2 separate regions of the Mus musculus genome follow, and region 2 is linked to region 1. The links are chromatin contacts, called in public HiChIP or PLAC-seq maps. All regions are on one chromosome and are shown on one strand. Each heading gives the region's core, a stretch centred on a gene start, on an enhancer-like site or on the middle of the called end of the contact. The rest is flanking DNA. Distances are from core to core; before and after follow the strand shown. Region 1 overlaps Ncoa3 (nuclear receptor coactivator 3). Region 2 overlaps Zmynd8 (zinc finger, MYND-type containing 8).

Region 1 (7,468 bases), core at 2,122-4,621:
TTAAATGTTACAGTTCACAACAGTAACGAAGTCACAGCTAAGAAGTAGCAACAGTAGCAGACCGGTGGCTGGGGAGCCCCACAGTATGAGGAACATAATTAAAGGGTTGCAGCAATAGGGATGCTGGAGAACCACTGGTCTAAACTATCCCACAGTTTTCCAGGCTCCCAGGAGAACGAACTGTTCCGACCTCGCAGACACAGTGTCCTCCTCACTCCTTATCCCGCTTTCACCCCTGCCCTGGGTGTGGAGAGAGGAAAAGCATGCGGAGGCGGAGGCTTAAATAGAAACCTTTATTTACAAGAGCATCCAGACAGTCGGCAAGGCATCCAAAGCTCACCCAACTGAGTCACCGAATGGTTTCCATTCCTTGCGGTGTAAAGAATGACACCATCTTAAGTGACACTTATATAAATGTGATTAACCCCAAATGTGTTCTCAGTGGTGTCGGTCAGTTCCTGAGAATTTACTGCTCTTGGAGTGACATTTCCGTCTTCTTCAGAACTCCTTATTTTCAAAAGAAGAGAAAAAGGGAGGAGGCAAGAGAAAAACAAAACACCGCCCTGTTTTTAATCGCCTGCACTGGAGGTAAACACACCTGTTGCTTCATGGCAGGGCCAGATTCGAGCTCACCTAGAGGTCTGCTCCTGGTAACACTCTACTGCAGATAGAAAGGGACTGGACTGGCGTGTTGTAAACTGGAAACTCTCTGCACAGTCCAGCTGCACCTACCCCTGAATCAAGCCAATTATGTGCCCTAGTACCCACTGCCTCTGGCCCCGACCCACCTCAGCATCTAATGCTGATGAACCGGGTAGGCCTGTTAATGACAGGGGCACAGTTTAGAGAGAAAGCGTTCTGATACCAACAGCAACAGTACAGCTTCATTTATTTTTGAAGAAACATGTTGCCTTAATATCATTTGGATCTTCATAAAATACATTTTTATTTATATATCTTTGGATTCAGCAAAAAAAAAAAAAAAAAAAAAAAAAAGGTAGGTACTGGAAATGTCCCCACATCATAAAAGCAGATGAAAAGAATACTTTTATACCATTTGCCCCAAGGACACCTAGGTTTAAAGAGGGGCCAGGGAGGAGTGGAGGCGAGGTAGGCAAGAAGAGTACAAAGAGAATGACCCAAAAAAGATTTAAGGACAATTCAGGTAAAAACAACAAATTATCTGAGAGGCTATTAAAAGGAAATCCGAATTTTGAACTGGCACCAATAAAAATCAGTAAGTAGAAAATATAAAAACATAATAAACTTCATTTGTCTCCCCATATAAAAAGGGGGTACCAACCAGTTGGCCTGGAGCTGGGGTGCTGAGGGCAGAATCAAGGTCTCTCCAAGTTAAGGGAAGAGCACCACTGTGGCCTACACCTAAGCATGGCGGGCTCACCGCGCCCAGCCAGATCGGGTGTCAGCGGCAAAACACAGCACACAATGGAAACGAGGACAGTGAGCTGATCATGACCAAAGCACGTTGAGAAGCCAAGTCCATCCACAGGTGCTTCTGGAAATGTGAGCTTCACTCACAGAGAGTTCAGAGAATGAAGCTGTGCTCCCTTGGGGGGGGGGGGGGCGGGGGGAGGTGGTTGGGGGTGGAGGACAACTGGCTAAACGTGTGACTCTTAAACATTGACTGGATCTCGGACAATGACACCAGGGCTGGTGGAGAAACAAAGCTACAGATGGTTTACTAACCTAATGCCATCTAACTGTTTGAACCTAAGGACCCAAATAAAGGCATTACACTTGGTTTCCCTACTTCACACTGACGAGGACAGGTGCCAAGAGGAGGCAGAGAGGTGGCAGGAGGGGCTGGCATGTGCCAAGGTGTCACTCTCACTCAGTGGCACTGGCAGGCCTGGTTCTGAGCTCAGCACCCTGATGCGGAGAGGTAGTAAGAGACCCTATGAGCTGAACCAGAGGAGAACTGGGCAGACACCAGACCACACACAGCAAGGGCCCGGGGCCTTTGACCTAAATGTGGGGCTCAGGTCCTAGTAACAGACATCGATCCTAAAATGATGAGTGGGCTACAGTTTTCCAAAATTATTATCATTTAATTTATGGACTGCTTAAAAAACACAAGATTCTTTTTAAAATCAATTTGCTTCGGTTTTGTTTTTAGACTCTTGGCGGTTTTCTGTTTTCGTTTAAAGCTCATTTCCCCATATCTATTCTTTCCCCACAAATTAACAAAGTGCGTAGTTCTCTGGTAAAGAAAATTTTTAAAAAATTTAAATGCCTACATCTAAACAAATGATCCCTTTAAAAAGCCTTTTTAAAGAGTGAGGCCTGTAACACGAGGGGAGCTGCAGGCTGCCCTGCCCCAGGCTGGGCCTTCCAGATGTCTCCGCTGCCTGTAACCTCACTGCGTGGAGCTTACAGAAATCAACAATGTTAAATATTTAGCTTCACAAACTCTGTAAAAATGAGCTGCTGTGGCCTACAAAAAAGGTATGTACATATTTTCACATAATACAATATCTTAAAGATCCTATTTACAAAGGGAAGGAAGTGTGTCCACAGAAGCACTGCTCGCTTCTGACTCAGAGTGCAGGACCTGGCCTTGGGTTTCACAAGTTTATTTCAAAGCATTATTGCTCCACCATATAGGCAAAGGGTGACGCCAGTACTTGAAAGAAACAACAAACAAACAAACGACAATCGTGTTCTTGTCCTAACAGATTAGTGCAGACAGAAAGCAGGAATGTGGTTCACCATTCCTCACGCCCTCAGGAATATTGCATTTCTCCGTGACTTCCTCAGTAAAGTGCGCTTGGCTGCACATTGGGGCGGGAAAATTCAATATTGCCATCTCATCTTCCCTTCTTCAAAGCCATTTAACATCAATGACAAATCCTTGAGAATTACAGGGTACGGGGACCTCACCAGGAGAGACCTAGGACGACAGACTCTGGGGACTACACCTGTAAAGGACAAGAGCGCAGAAACACTGATTGCACTGGACAGGAGAGCGACACGAACTACTTGCTGACGACACGCGAGAAGGCAGACTGTGCCCCCTCGTCCAGTGCTGCAAGACAGAAACCCTAGCCATCTAGATCTACGTGAAGACTTTGGCTGGCGAGGCAGAAGGGAGTGACGTAAGAGAGCGGTGCTTACGAACACCCCATCTCCAGAATCACATCCTCATGAGGCAGAACACCTTGCCACACAGAGGCAGGGCATCAGGTAGACAGTGCGCTTCAGCGAGACCCAGCTCTGCTCAAATGACAGCACAGACCCCGCTGCTGGTCACGCTGGCCTTGCTTCCAAGCTGGATGCTTAGACAATGACTCGCCGCCACGTCCTGATGATCCTGTGCAGTGTCATCTGTACAGTCAGTCCCACTAGGGAGATGTCAGCAGTATTTCTGTTAACAGAAGAACACAGGGTCAGCGCAGCAGAAAATCGGCCACTGTCTGTACACTCCTGAATGCACCGCCAAATGTTTTCAAAACACTGCAGTAGTTTGTTCTAAGTTATATACCCAAGTTAAAATCTCCAGACCACTGTGACAGTTCTGGGAGGCGTAAGAATAGATGCCCGTACCTGATCGGGGCCCATGGGCATGCCAGACATGGGCATGGGGGTCATGGCCATCTGTCCCAAGTGCCCACCGCTGCTGTTCATATGCACCATGTTGTAGGCTGCAGGGTTCCCCTGGGGAGCAAACTGCTGCTGGGGGAAGGAGCTGCAAAGAAAGGGTAACAGTGTTACTTCTTCAGGGAACACAGACTCTCACAGTTCTATCAAACATCCCTCTACCTGAGCAGAAAACACAGACATCTCTGTTGTTGTTGTTTGAGACAGGGTCTCTCTATGTACCTCTGGTTGTGGTCTGGAGCTCGCTAAGTAGACCAGGCTGGCCTTGAACTCACAGAGATCCTCCTGCCTTTGCCTCCCAAATGTTGGGATTAAAGGCACAGAGCACCATGCCCTATCTGAGAAAAGCTTCTGGACAGCCTGCGCTCACAGACATGGCACAATATAAAGCAACCACAAAACAAGCCATATGCCTCAGTTTCTAAGAGCCAAGCACATGATCTCTCCATCCAGTAAGTGTGACTGAGAAACAGGTTCCCGGATTCCCCACTAGGATGTAAAAGTAAGTCCCATCCTTACCCATTCCTGGCCAGGTTCCCTGACGGCCACCCCTTCATATCTGAAGGCTGATACATGGGTGTGGGCTGAGGATGCTGCACCATGGCATTCTGGGAAGGCCCCATTCTTGATGACATCATTGCACTGGGAGGACTCGAGCCTCGACCAAAGGCTGGCTCTGGTGGTTGTCCCATTCCTTAAAGAAATGAACAGAAATCAGTGTTCAAATGCAGCATCCATGGACTTTCAGCATCCTAGAATCACCAAAGATGGAGAAGGAAGGAGAAAAAAGGCTCCACGCCGATGCTCTGTCGTTCTTGCTTCTCACTAAGATGACAAAGTCATCAATTTAGTAAAAAAAAAAAAAAAAAAAAAAATGCCATCCAGGGCACCGTGGCGGGGCAGGGCTGCACTCTCTAACAACACATCTCTGTCCCAAAACCTCCCCAAAGGTGGGCCTGAAGCACCGCCTGCTTAATATAATCACAGTAAGTGCCCAAGTCACAGAAAAAAGGGATGGCGAAGCCCATACTGGGATCTGCCCCTCAAGCTTGAGTGTCCAGAGATATCACATGGGACATGAAGAACAGGCAAGAGGAAGGTTTATGTGATCTTTTTCAAATAAGGGGATGAGGGGGTTTGCAGGGGCTAAAAAAAAAAAAAAAAAAGTCCAGCTATGGGAACACACACTCCTTGCTTCTGCAGCACACTCCAGCTTCCTGCAGCTCCAGACAGTTTTCCTGGCAAACAAGATGGAGTGAGCGGTACTTTTGTTTTCACACTCAACGGAACTGGTGCAGCTTGGGGCCTTACTAACCCTACTTTGATAAGGGCACAATCTGACAGGTTTACCGTAATTTGCTGGATATGGAAACTGTTGTGGAGGGGCTTGCGGCATTGCTGAACCTGCCAAAACCCCGTCCATGCTGGGGGAGGCGGTGACGTTGGGAGGTGGGCTGAAGGCCTGAGGCTGTGGTTGTGACATCATCATCGCCATCCTCTGCTGCTGCAGGTGATGGCTCATCAGCTCTCGTTTCTGCTGGGCAGCCATTTGGGCATTAAAGAAAGCCTGCTGGTAGCCAAGAGACACACAATTAACTTCATTTCATAGCATCTCACAATACACCAGCTATGGACAAGAAAGAACAGAGTGCCCTCTCTGTAACTAAAGGGTAGTATACACAAGCGGTTCTTTACACCCGTGGCTTCCAAACGCTGCCCAGTGAGCGTCCTTCCTGTGCAGGGTCAGAGGCAGTCCCAGAATCCCAAAACACTAGGCAGTTATCTTACAACACAGCAGCTCATCACAAAGGGAATCAATCTGGGTGAGTTTACTGATGGTTGTAATCAAGTAGCCACTTCTCTCCAGCCCCTCATCACAGACAAAGCAGAGTGAGAGTGAAAGACCAAGTACAGGAGCTGGAGACATGGCTCAATTCCCACACCCACAAGGCTGCTCACAACCATCTGTACCTCCAGGTCCAGGAGATCTCATGTCCTTTTCTGGCCTCCACATGATACAGACATCCATGCAGATAACACACTCATAAACATTAATATATATATATATATATATATATATATATATATACACACACACACACACATATATATACATACATATATATATATAGAGAGAGAGACAGTGTGACAACCAATTCTTACAAAAACTTCAGAATTATTTAACAGGCATAGCTAAGGCCAGGCCGGGCGTGGGTCCCGCCTGGACTGGCCCCTTCTCTGCAGGGAACGTACCTGGGGCATCATGGGCCTCATCACAGCAGTGCCAGCAGGGTTCTCCATTTTCATTTCAAGTGCCTGCCGGCTCTGATTTAAAAACTGAACAGAGTTGGGTTAGTAGGTCAAGTGGAGCGTGTTAGTGAGCCCCAATCAGCTTTATACACTACCCCCACCCAGTGAGATCTCTCCAGACCCACCAAGCTAGGGAGCCACATTTAAACTGAATTGGTTCGTCGTCGTTTACATCCTGCAGAAGGAAGACAGCTCTACAGCTGAGAGCGTGCACAGTCCATCCACTGGACCAGATTCCTTTCCCAGCACCTACATGGTGGCTCAGTCACCACTGCCCCAGTTCTAGTGCACCTCACACCTCTGGCCTCTGCAGGCGTGCATGCGTGCGTGCGTGCGTGCGTGCGTGCGCGCGCAAACACGAACTGCACAGACACTATTAAAAATACAAGAAACCTTAAAAAAAAAAAAAAAATAGAAAAAAAGTTCGCAGGACAGAGTTCCTGGACAGCGACATTGGCGCCGATTCCCTGCCTCGGTGTGAGGCTTAAACAACTGCAGCAGGAATGCAGTGTCAAGTTTCTCCAGGGACTGTTGCTCAGACAATCAAAATTACTCTGACTTGATCAGACACTAGTGAGCACTTAATAGAAAGGAGGACTAAGCTATAAAATAGTACCATGCGCACAGGCACAGAGCTTCCCCAGTTCTGAGCCTGCTGCAGGGGCTGCCATAGCCTGGCTCTGGCTTCCTGGGCTCTCCTACTCAGGTGACTCACTGCCACCTGGTAACAAGCACTCACCAGCCCGTGCAACCATACAAATATGCTTTAAAGCAACTGCAGATTAAGGAAAGAGGAGGGTGTGGATTCCCTAGAACTGAGGTTAGACAGTCAGTTGCCCACAGTAGGTGCCAGGAACTGAACACGGGTCCTCTGCAAGAGCAACAAGTGTTCTTAACCACTGAGCATGCCTCCGGCCCCAAAGTGCATCAAGAAGTGATTTCCATTAAAATACTGAGTCAACAGGGGTGCTTAACGCATTGCATGCCTGCAATCCCGGCAGGAGAGGTTGAGACAGAAGTGGTTACAAGTCCCCTAGACAATCATCAAGATCTTGTCTTTAAAACAAAAAGCTGAGGAAATGCCTTCCAAGGGCCATCAAGACACACTGCTCCTCCTGCTGTCCTGTCCTGTGTCAAACAGCTCACTGTGCTGTCCTAACTGGCCTGGAACTCACTCTGTAGACCAGGCTGACCCATGGAACTCACAGAGACCTGTGCTTCTTTCTGCCTCTCAAGTGCTAGGATTAACAGCATGCACTAAGCAAGGCTCTAAGAATTAAACTGGCTTGCCTGGCTTGCTTGGAAAGTACATTTACCCACTGAGCCATTTTGCCACTGCTAATGTTATAGCAAAGAATATACATATAGAAAGATACCCAAGTTTAATACACACTCCTTATCAAGGAACTGTCTGCATAAACAAAATCTTACAGAGAAGTGAAAGCAAAAGGGATTCCTTTAGTTAGCAAAGAGTGGAGAGCCGGTGGCAAGGGCCACGGAGAGCACAGCCTAAGAGCCCCTGACAGCCCGGTCTTACCTG
Region 2 (7,468 bases), core at 2,888-5,387, 200 kb after region 1:
TGTCATATACACACTCAGATACACACATACACACACCTACATTTAAGAAAGATACTTGACTATCTCCAGCTCTCTAGGGCTCTCTGTCATTATTCCTATTGCTATCCTGGGCTCTTCTGCCTATTGCTATTCAAGAGCACACCATTTTCTCCAGAAGGACCTTGACCTCCAAGTGCATCTAAGAGCAAGATAATGTGGCGCGCGCGCGCGCATGTGTGTGTGTGTGTGTGTGTGTGTGTGTGTGTGTGCGCGCTGTATGTGCCCGTGCACTTGTCTGTGACTAAGTATGGCTTGTTGAGGTAGCTTTGGAGATCTTTCTCTTGTTCTCCATCTTACTTTTGGTGACATGGGATGACCGAACCTGGAGCTGGCCATTTTGGCTAGACTGTCTGACCATCATGCTCCTGGTTAGTGTCTGCCTGTTTTCACTCTCCCCCATGATCTGGGGTTATATATCCACCTTCCTGGGTCTGGCTTTTCACATGGCACTTTTTACGGGTTGCCTAGCTTTTGCTGTGAGTACTTTGTCCACTGACCTCAGAACTTTGATTTTATTTATTTATTTATTTATTTATTTATTTATTTATTTAATTTTGGTGGGGTCTCACAGATCCCAGGTTGCCTTCCAACTTGTTATGAAAGTGAACGTGACCTTGAACGTCTGATTATCCTCCTGCCTCTACCTCTCAAGTGCTGGGATCTCAAGTTTTCCTATCACTGCACCATACCTTAGAATGTGGAGCTGCCAACTACATAGAGTTTTTACCCCAGGCCAGAGAGCCAGACTCCTTGGTTCCTGCTTGCCCCTGCCAGAGCAGAGCTATATTTTATGGCTTAGTTTTCCCTAAGTGGGATGGGAAAGTTCAGGTGAGCTTTGCTCGCATAGGGTGCTCAGAATGGTATGTGAACAGGAGAGCGCCCCCAAATCCCAGCCACGATCAGATAGACGGAGAACAGGGAGATCTTCCTGGCTATATTTTTGTTCTTGCTCTAAGAAGAGGCTGTGGAGGTAGATGTGTCCATCCAGCTTGGTAAGCTGTGTGGGGCTGCCCAGGGTTAGTTACCTGGGAACCGGGAAATGTCTGTCTGTGTGTGCATGCGGACACAACTCCAAGGACGGAGTGTTGTTCCTCCATTACAGTGGTTCAGCCTGTTGACCTGCTGGCCTCGTCCCGGCACTGCTCAGAATCTGAGGGAGAGGCCCTCTTGTTTCTAAGGGACTTTGTGCCAGCCCTTTGGTGGTCCTCCTTTGTGGAGAGGGGCCTGTTCTGGTTGCTGCTGTTTTAAGGGCATCTTTCTCTTAAGATATTCATTTCTTTTCAATTATGTGGATGTCTGTTTGGTATGAGCAAATAAATGTGTGTGCTGGGAAGGCCAGGAGAGGGCTTCAGATCCCTGGCTCTGGACTTGGGGGACCGTTATGAATTGTAGGTATTACAGATTAAACCTAGCTTCTCAGCGAGAGCGGTATGTGCTCTTAACTGCGGAGCCATCTCATTATTAATTACTATTGTTATTATTTTGAGTCAGGTCCTCTGGAGGTCAGACCGGTCTTGAATTACCTCCTAAGTGTTGGTATTAAAGGCGTGTGCTCCCACACGAGGCCTCAGTTTGCCTTTCTGAGACCCAGTTTCCTATAACCCAAGCTAACCTTGAATTTACTTTGTAGTGCTTTGTAGTGGAGGGTGGCCTTGAACTCTGGATCTTCCTGACTTCTGTTCCCAAGGGCTGGGATTACAACACCTCTGCATCCACATCAGTATGTATCTGGACACTCCTCTTTCTCAGTCACCTGAGTGTCATTTGGATTTTACAGCCTGAGCTTTGACCTGGGGCACTGAGGTTCATAGAGTTGAAGTCTGTTGTGGCCAAGCTATGACATTTGTGATGTGTTGGGGACAAGGCTTATCCCTCTTCCAATCCTGGTTATCTCAGAGGTCCCCAGTGTGGTGATCCAGGCTATGAACACTAATTGTCCCTTTAGGCCACTTTTCGTGTGGTTCTCCATGTTCAGTATTTCAGTCCCCAAAAGATAAGTAATTAATTAACTTGAAGAGAGAGGAAGAGGGGCACACGTGTGCCATATCCCCCCCCCCCAATCGCCTCCCAACCCCTGTACCACCACTGCTAAGTGTGTGTGTGTCCTGTGTGGGTTCTCTCTTTCTGTTATGTGCAGCAGAAGTGGTCAGTTGTCTCATGGCAGGAAGGCTGTTGGTTGGGTGTGGCTGGCTGGCTCACCAGCCTCCTCGGGAACAATAGGGTACAGGCCATGTGTCCTGTGGCTGCCCTTTGGCTGCTGTCTAGACACTCCGACCCACCCTGGCTGGCTCCACAAGTAAGAACAAATTCCTCCGGAGATGAGGTGGGCCATCTGGAGAAGCTCAGGTCTTTTATTCAGGGCCTGATGCTGTGTGAAGTCCAGCTGGCACTGGGACCTCAGAGTCGAATTGGTAGAGAATTGGTAGGAATTGGTAGAGAGGCGACTGGTTGAGCCCAGGGCCTTGTGCTTTCTAGGCAGGTGCTCAGATTTCCTAACCCCCTCCCTCTTCAGCCCCCAGCTGAGAGTTTGGCTTCTTGCATTGATTTTGGTGTATGTGTGTGAATGTCTTTGTGCCACATTGTACGTACCGAAAGCCAGAGGAGACTTTGTGAGATCTGCTTCTTCAACTATGTAGGCCCCAAAGATAGAAAGAACTCAGTCCTTAGGCTTGGCAGCAAACATCTTTATCTCCTGAGCCATTTCCACAGCCCAAGAACATAAGAGCTAGCATAGGCTTTCCTCAAGCCTGCCACAGATCTCCAAGAGTTAATGCTTTCTTTTCTTTCTTTGAGCTGAGATGTTTTTATGTTGCCCAGGCTGGTCTTGAACTTACATGCTTAAAGGGAGTAGGGACAGTGTGTCAACATACTTTGGAATTCTTTGTTTATATTTTTGTTCAGAGGTAGGCTCCTACCGTGCAGCCCTTCTGGGCATGGAACTCAATATGTGGAGCAGGCTGGTCAGTGAGGTCCTCCCGACTTGGTCTCTGGAGGGGTTGGATGGAAGGCAAATACCACCAACCCTGGTGTGTTTACTTACTCGGACAACTTTTTCTCCTTCTACTCTGTGGTCTGTGGGTCTCAGGACTTGGGAACTCAGGTTGGGTGGTGGGAGAAGATGCCCTCGGAGCCATCTTAGCTGACCTAGCTCTGAATTCTCAAATCCTATTCCCGCATCTCGTCTGCAGGGCTTTTAGGTTCTCTGAATATCAATCAGCAGCTCTCTTCCTATGTGATCACTTATTATTAATAGGGTAGTTCCCGAGTCTATTGCTTCCTTTATATCATCCTTGGCATTTTCCAGAGCGCGCACTTCTCAGGAGACAAAGCCTTCAGGCTTTCAAGATGCCAGGGTGACATTTGTGACCGAGGGTGACAGTCTGCTGTAAGCCATTCGTGCATAAATCAGAAGCACCATCTACCAGGAGTGCTGGCACAGTGAGCGGCTCCTGAGGTCTCCCCAGGCGCCGGGCAGTGTTTCCTTCTCACCTCAATGATTCTTAGCTCACTGCTGTGACGAGTGTATTCCCATTTCACAGTCTAGGACACTGAGGCTCGTGAGGATGAATGAAGTGGCCAAGTAGGGCTGGGGGGTGGTGTGGTATCAGGTTTTGTCTTTTGCTTTAAACATCTGAGTCACATCCCTTCAGGGCCAGCAGGGATACCCATAATGGCTGCCAGCATAGGGAAAATAGGGGGCTTTGATGGTTGGGTGGGGGATCTACCTCACTGCTCAGCGCCAGGAATTGGGCTCACTGTCTCTTTGCTGGGATGAACCTGCCATTTTCTTGCAACAGTAGCTCATTTAGATGCAGAGATGTTTCTCTGTGTAGACCAGTTTCTCAAAGATTGTTCATGAACCCAGAAAGTCACATCAAGGGGACGGAAATGGCCCAGGGCTGTCATTTTGCATTCTCTGTGCAAGACTGGTCACAGCACACTTCCTTGCAGGAGTTTGGCCATAACTGTGTGAGTCAGACAAGGCCCTGCCTCAGAGGCCAGAAACCCGGAGTCTGCCGCAGCCTGGTGTACTCCCTGGATGGAGGCTCCCTGTTCTTTAGGCCGCTTGCATCTTGATCCTGCTGCGTGTACATTTTGTGGGCAGAGTGCTGGTGTGCAGCTGTATGGTGTCTGCATTGTGTCACCAACGCAGGGGAACGGTCCCCTCGGAAACCGGGCGCAGATGTAGCGGAAGCCCAACATATTAAAATCCCAAACACTGTCATTCTTTGTGAGACTTGCCTGCGGGTGGATGTGTTTACAGAGCCAGGATGCTAGAGAAGTACAGTTAGAACAATTTGTTAAATAGTCCCAGACCTTGATTAGCACAGGACCCTCTATCTTTCTCTGTTGTGTGTAAATTAAGACTTTCACAAAGGGATTGAATGTGAGCAAGGCTGTGAGATAAGAGTCCTTCTGTCATTTTCAAGGGATCTCTAAGAAAACAACCATCAGTGCTTTTAAGCCATGGCGCAGAAGCGCCGCTGTGAGGTTTCCTTTCAAGAAACGTTGGTAGTTTAAACTGTCCTGACTCTGACATCTCTGAGATCCCAGGAAGTGCCAGCCCTGCAGTGTTTAGTGGCAAGTCTGTGTGAGAGAACTCTCCTCCCTAATCAGGTCTAAATTATCCCAAAATGCTGAAGCTCTGATCATGGCTTTCAGACTAGAGATTGGCGGCCTCCTCTTGGCAAGAGCGACCCTGCTGTGTCCTTGTCTCAGGAGCATGGAGATTACAACCTGCTCTTTACAGGGGCGGTGCTGATCTGGATTCCCATCCTCGTTGTTTAGCAAGGATTTTACTCACTAAAATTGCCCGGCTGATGCAGTTGAGCTCTGTGGTTGACACAGGGAAACTTCACCTGCCCCATTTTTGAAGCCCCGCTCATAGTAATGTCCAGTTTGTTTGTTTGTTTGTTTTTATATGAGTACACTGCAGCTGTCTTCAGACACACCGCAGAAGAGAGCATCGGATCCCATTGCAGATGGTTGGTTGTGAGCCACCCTGTGTGGTTGCTGGGAATTGAACTCAGGACCTCTAGAAGAGGAGTTAGTGCTTTTAAGTCCCCGAAGTTTATTTATTAATGGAGAAGACTGTCATCCCAAAGTGTTTCCACCCTAAAAAGAATGTCCTTTTTCTTCCTCCAAAGGTCTTAGAACAAATGTACCAAGTGGAGGGCCTGTCTCAGCATCTGGGCCTCTCTTACCAACCAGACATTCAAGTAATCGTTTTTTTTGTTTTTTTTTTTTTTTTTTTTGTTTTGTTTTTTTTTCCGGCCTCACTCACTCTGGCCCCTGCTCCAGCCATATTTATTTCATGTATGTGAGTACACTGTCACTGTCTTCAGACACACCAGAAGAGGACATCAGATCCCATTACAGATGGTTGTGAGCCACCATGTGGTTGCTGGGAATTGAACTCGGGACCTCTGGAAGAGCAGTCAGTGCTCTTAACCACTGAGCTATCTCTCCAGCCCTCAAGAAAGACTCTTTTGGTTTTTTGAGACAGGGTTTCTCTGTGTAGCCCTGGCTGTCCAGGAATTCACTTTGTAGACCTGGCTGGCCTCGAACTCAGCAATCCGCCTGCCTCTGTCTCCTGAGTGCTGGGATTAAAGGCGTGCACCACCATGCCCGGCTCTGGGAGTGAGTCTTGTTGCTCAGGTTGGACTCTCGAGGTTTGTGGGATCTGTAACCTAAACATTTGAATGCCAGGTGCGCTTTGACTTGGAATCCTACTGTCTTAGCCTCCAGAGTATCTATGATTACGGGATTGTGCTCTGAGGCTGGGCAAGAGAGCCTGAGGTACTTGGGGGTGGGGTGGTGGTGGTGGTACTGAGGCCTTCTACGTGTTAGGCAAATATTATTACTGAGCTACATCCCAGACCAACTTGTGGGCTCATGTGATCCTCTTGCCCCAGCCTCCAGAGAGCTGAAACTATAGAGCAAACCCATTGTACCAGGCCTCTGCTGTCTGTGAAAGGCTGAGCTCATCTCTTGGTTGAAAGACAGAGTCATATCTGCTTATGATGTTGCCTGGAACATTCTGGAGCATTCCTCTATGTGTGTGTGTGTGTGTGTGTGTGTGTGTGTGTGTGTGTGTGTGTGTATGTGTGTGTGTGTGTATGTGTGTGTGTGTGTGTGTGTGTGAGAGAGAGAGAGAGAGAGAGAGATTGGCCCATGGCCTTGTGTACTGGCAAACCTCCCTGGTTACTATTGATGGGCCCATTGCTGCAACCCTCATCGCTGGCCCTGGCCTGCTGGGCTCACTGCTCTCCTGCTCCCCTCTGTGCCCGATTCACAACTGACCTTTCAAATTCCCTTGAGAGCCATTTCTGGCTCTCAGGTGTTATCAACCTCTCTCCTTTCCAGGTTTAGTTTTTCTTTTAAGGGTTACATTTGATTGTTTATTTTGTGTGTGCAGACATGGGAAAGTCAGGCGGCCTGCTTGTGGGAGCTGGTAGGCAGTTCTGCCTTCCACCAGGTGGGTCACGGATTGAACCCAGGTTGATGAGGCTTGGTGGCATGCGCCTTACCTGCTGAGCCATCCTAGTTGTCCCCCCTTTCCCCCTGCATCTCTTTGACTCCCCCTCCAGGTTTAAGGCCTCAGTTGAGACTGCACCCTTTTGTGGCTCTCTTTCCGTGCACACACAATAGGCACACTGAGCCTGACTTTGTCCGATGGTTGGAACTTCTACCCTAGATCATGAAGGCAAAGGCAAAGCAGCCTTTTGGCTGGGGAGGTGGCTTCTTCTCTAGCAAAATCTAGTGCCTGTGAGTAATTAGTAGGCCCCGATAATTTGTCCCTGAAATGGTCAGCCTCTCTGTCCCTCCAGAGTCACTGTTCTCTGGGACATGGCCCCTCCTTTTTCCCAGTGATCACCGGTGCTCTGCCAACTCTCTCTTCCCTGAAGATGGGCTTTGGAGCAGGGACTTAAGGTCTTTCCCTGTGTTGCTAACCCCCCACTTCCCTGTTCAAATCACAGTGTTCCTGAGCACTTGGCCCTCCTCTGGCTGCCTGCAGGTCCTGTTACCTGCTCTTGTCTTTGTGACCCTGCCATGCTGGTCTCTGAGGACCACCTTCTTCTTCCCTTTCTTGTATCTCCAGATACCTAGGCGTGTCCCCTCTGTCCCTGTGGTGTGTGTGTATGTGTGTGTGTCTAATGAGTGCTTCTCTAGCCTTTTGTTTACACCTATACCTGTCTTGTGATCAGGAGGAAATGTGGCATGGTGGGAAAGTAGGTGTTCCAGGATTCAATCCCCAGCATGGTAGAAACAGCCCTAACTAAAAACACCCCAAAACATAAACAAATCCAAATGAACTTGCAGACTCCCGTAGGCTCCAAAGTCAATGCTTCCCTCAAAGGATCCTGAAAGGAATTAGCTTCGATCTGAATTTGTGTACATACTACAGACTTGAGAATGTCCAAGGCCT

What was found. HiChIP or PLAC-seq counts read pairs in DNA pulled down with a chosen protein or histone mark.
Region 2: a contact with region 1 is called in an H3K27ac HiChIP or PLAC-seq map of trophoblast stem cells, with 10 read pairs. The contact joins two enhancer-like sites. A contact is called at or near these places in 1 of 39 promoter capture datasets (the HPC-7 cell line), 4 of 115 datasets of contacts at active chromatin or transcription factors (differentiating embryonic stem cells, embryonic stem cells, extraembryonic endoderm stem cells and 1 more) and 2 of 9 other capture datasets (adipose tissue and liver).

Annotation. Positions count from the first base shown.
Region 1 is chr2:166,066,049-166,073,516 of GRCm38.p6, reverse strand. It overlaps Ncoa3 (nuclear receptor coactivator 3), which reads right to left. Exons shown (of 23, transcript NM_008679.3): 18 at 7,466-7,468; 19 at 5,872-5,955; 20 at 4,969-5,188; 21 at 4,138-4,312; 22 at 3,565-3,706; 23 at 275-3,385. The coding sequence ends at 3,374. Among named protein-coding and RNA genes, the nearest start is that of Gm52534, 50 kb to the left of the region's middle. Within about 2 kb of position 3,371, at least 20 of the 459 cell types and tissues checked have an H3K27ac peak or open chromatin away from gene starts, as enhancers often do. A contact at or near this core is called in trophoblast stem cells, where this site is marked.
Region 2 is chr2:165,863,795-165,871,262 of GRCm38.p6, reverse strand. All of the region lies in intron 2 of Zmynd8 (zinc finger, MYND-type containing 8), which reads left to right. Among named protein-coding and RNA genes, the nearest start is that of Gm11465, 14 kb to the left of the region's middle. Within about 2 kb of position 4,137, at least 108 of the 459 cell types and tissues checked have an H3K27ac peak or open chromatin away from gene starts, as enhancers often do. A contact at or near this core is called in trophoblast stem cells, where this site is marked.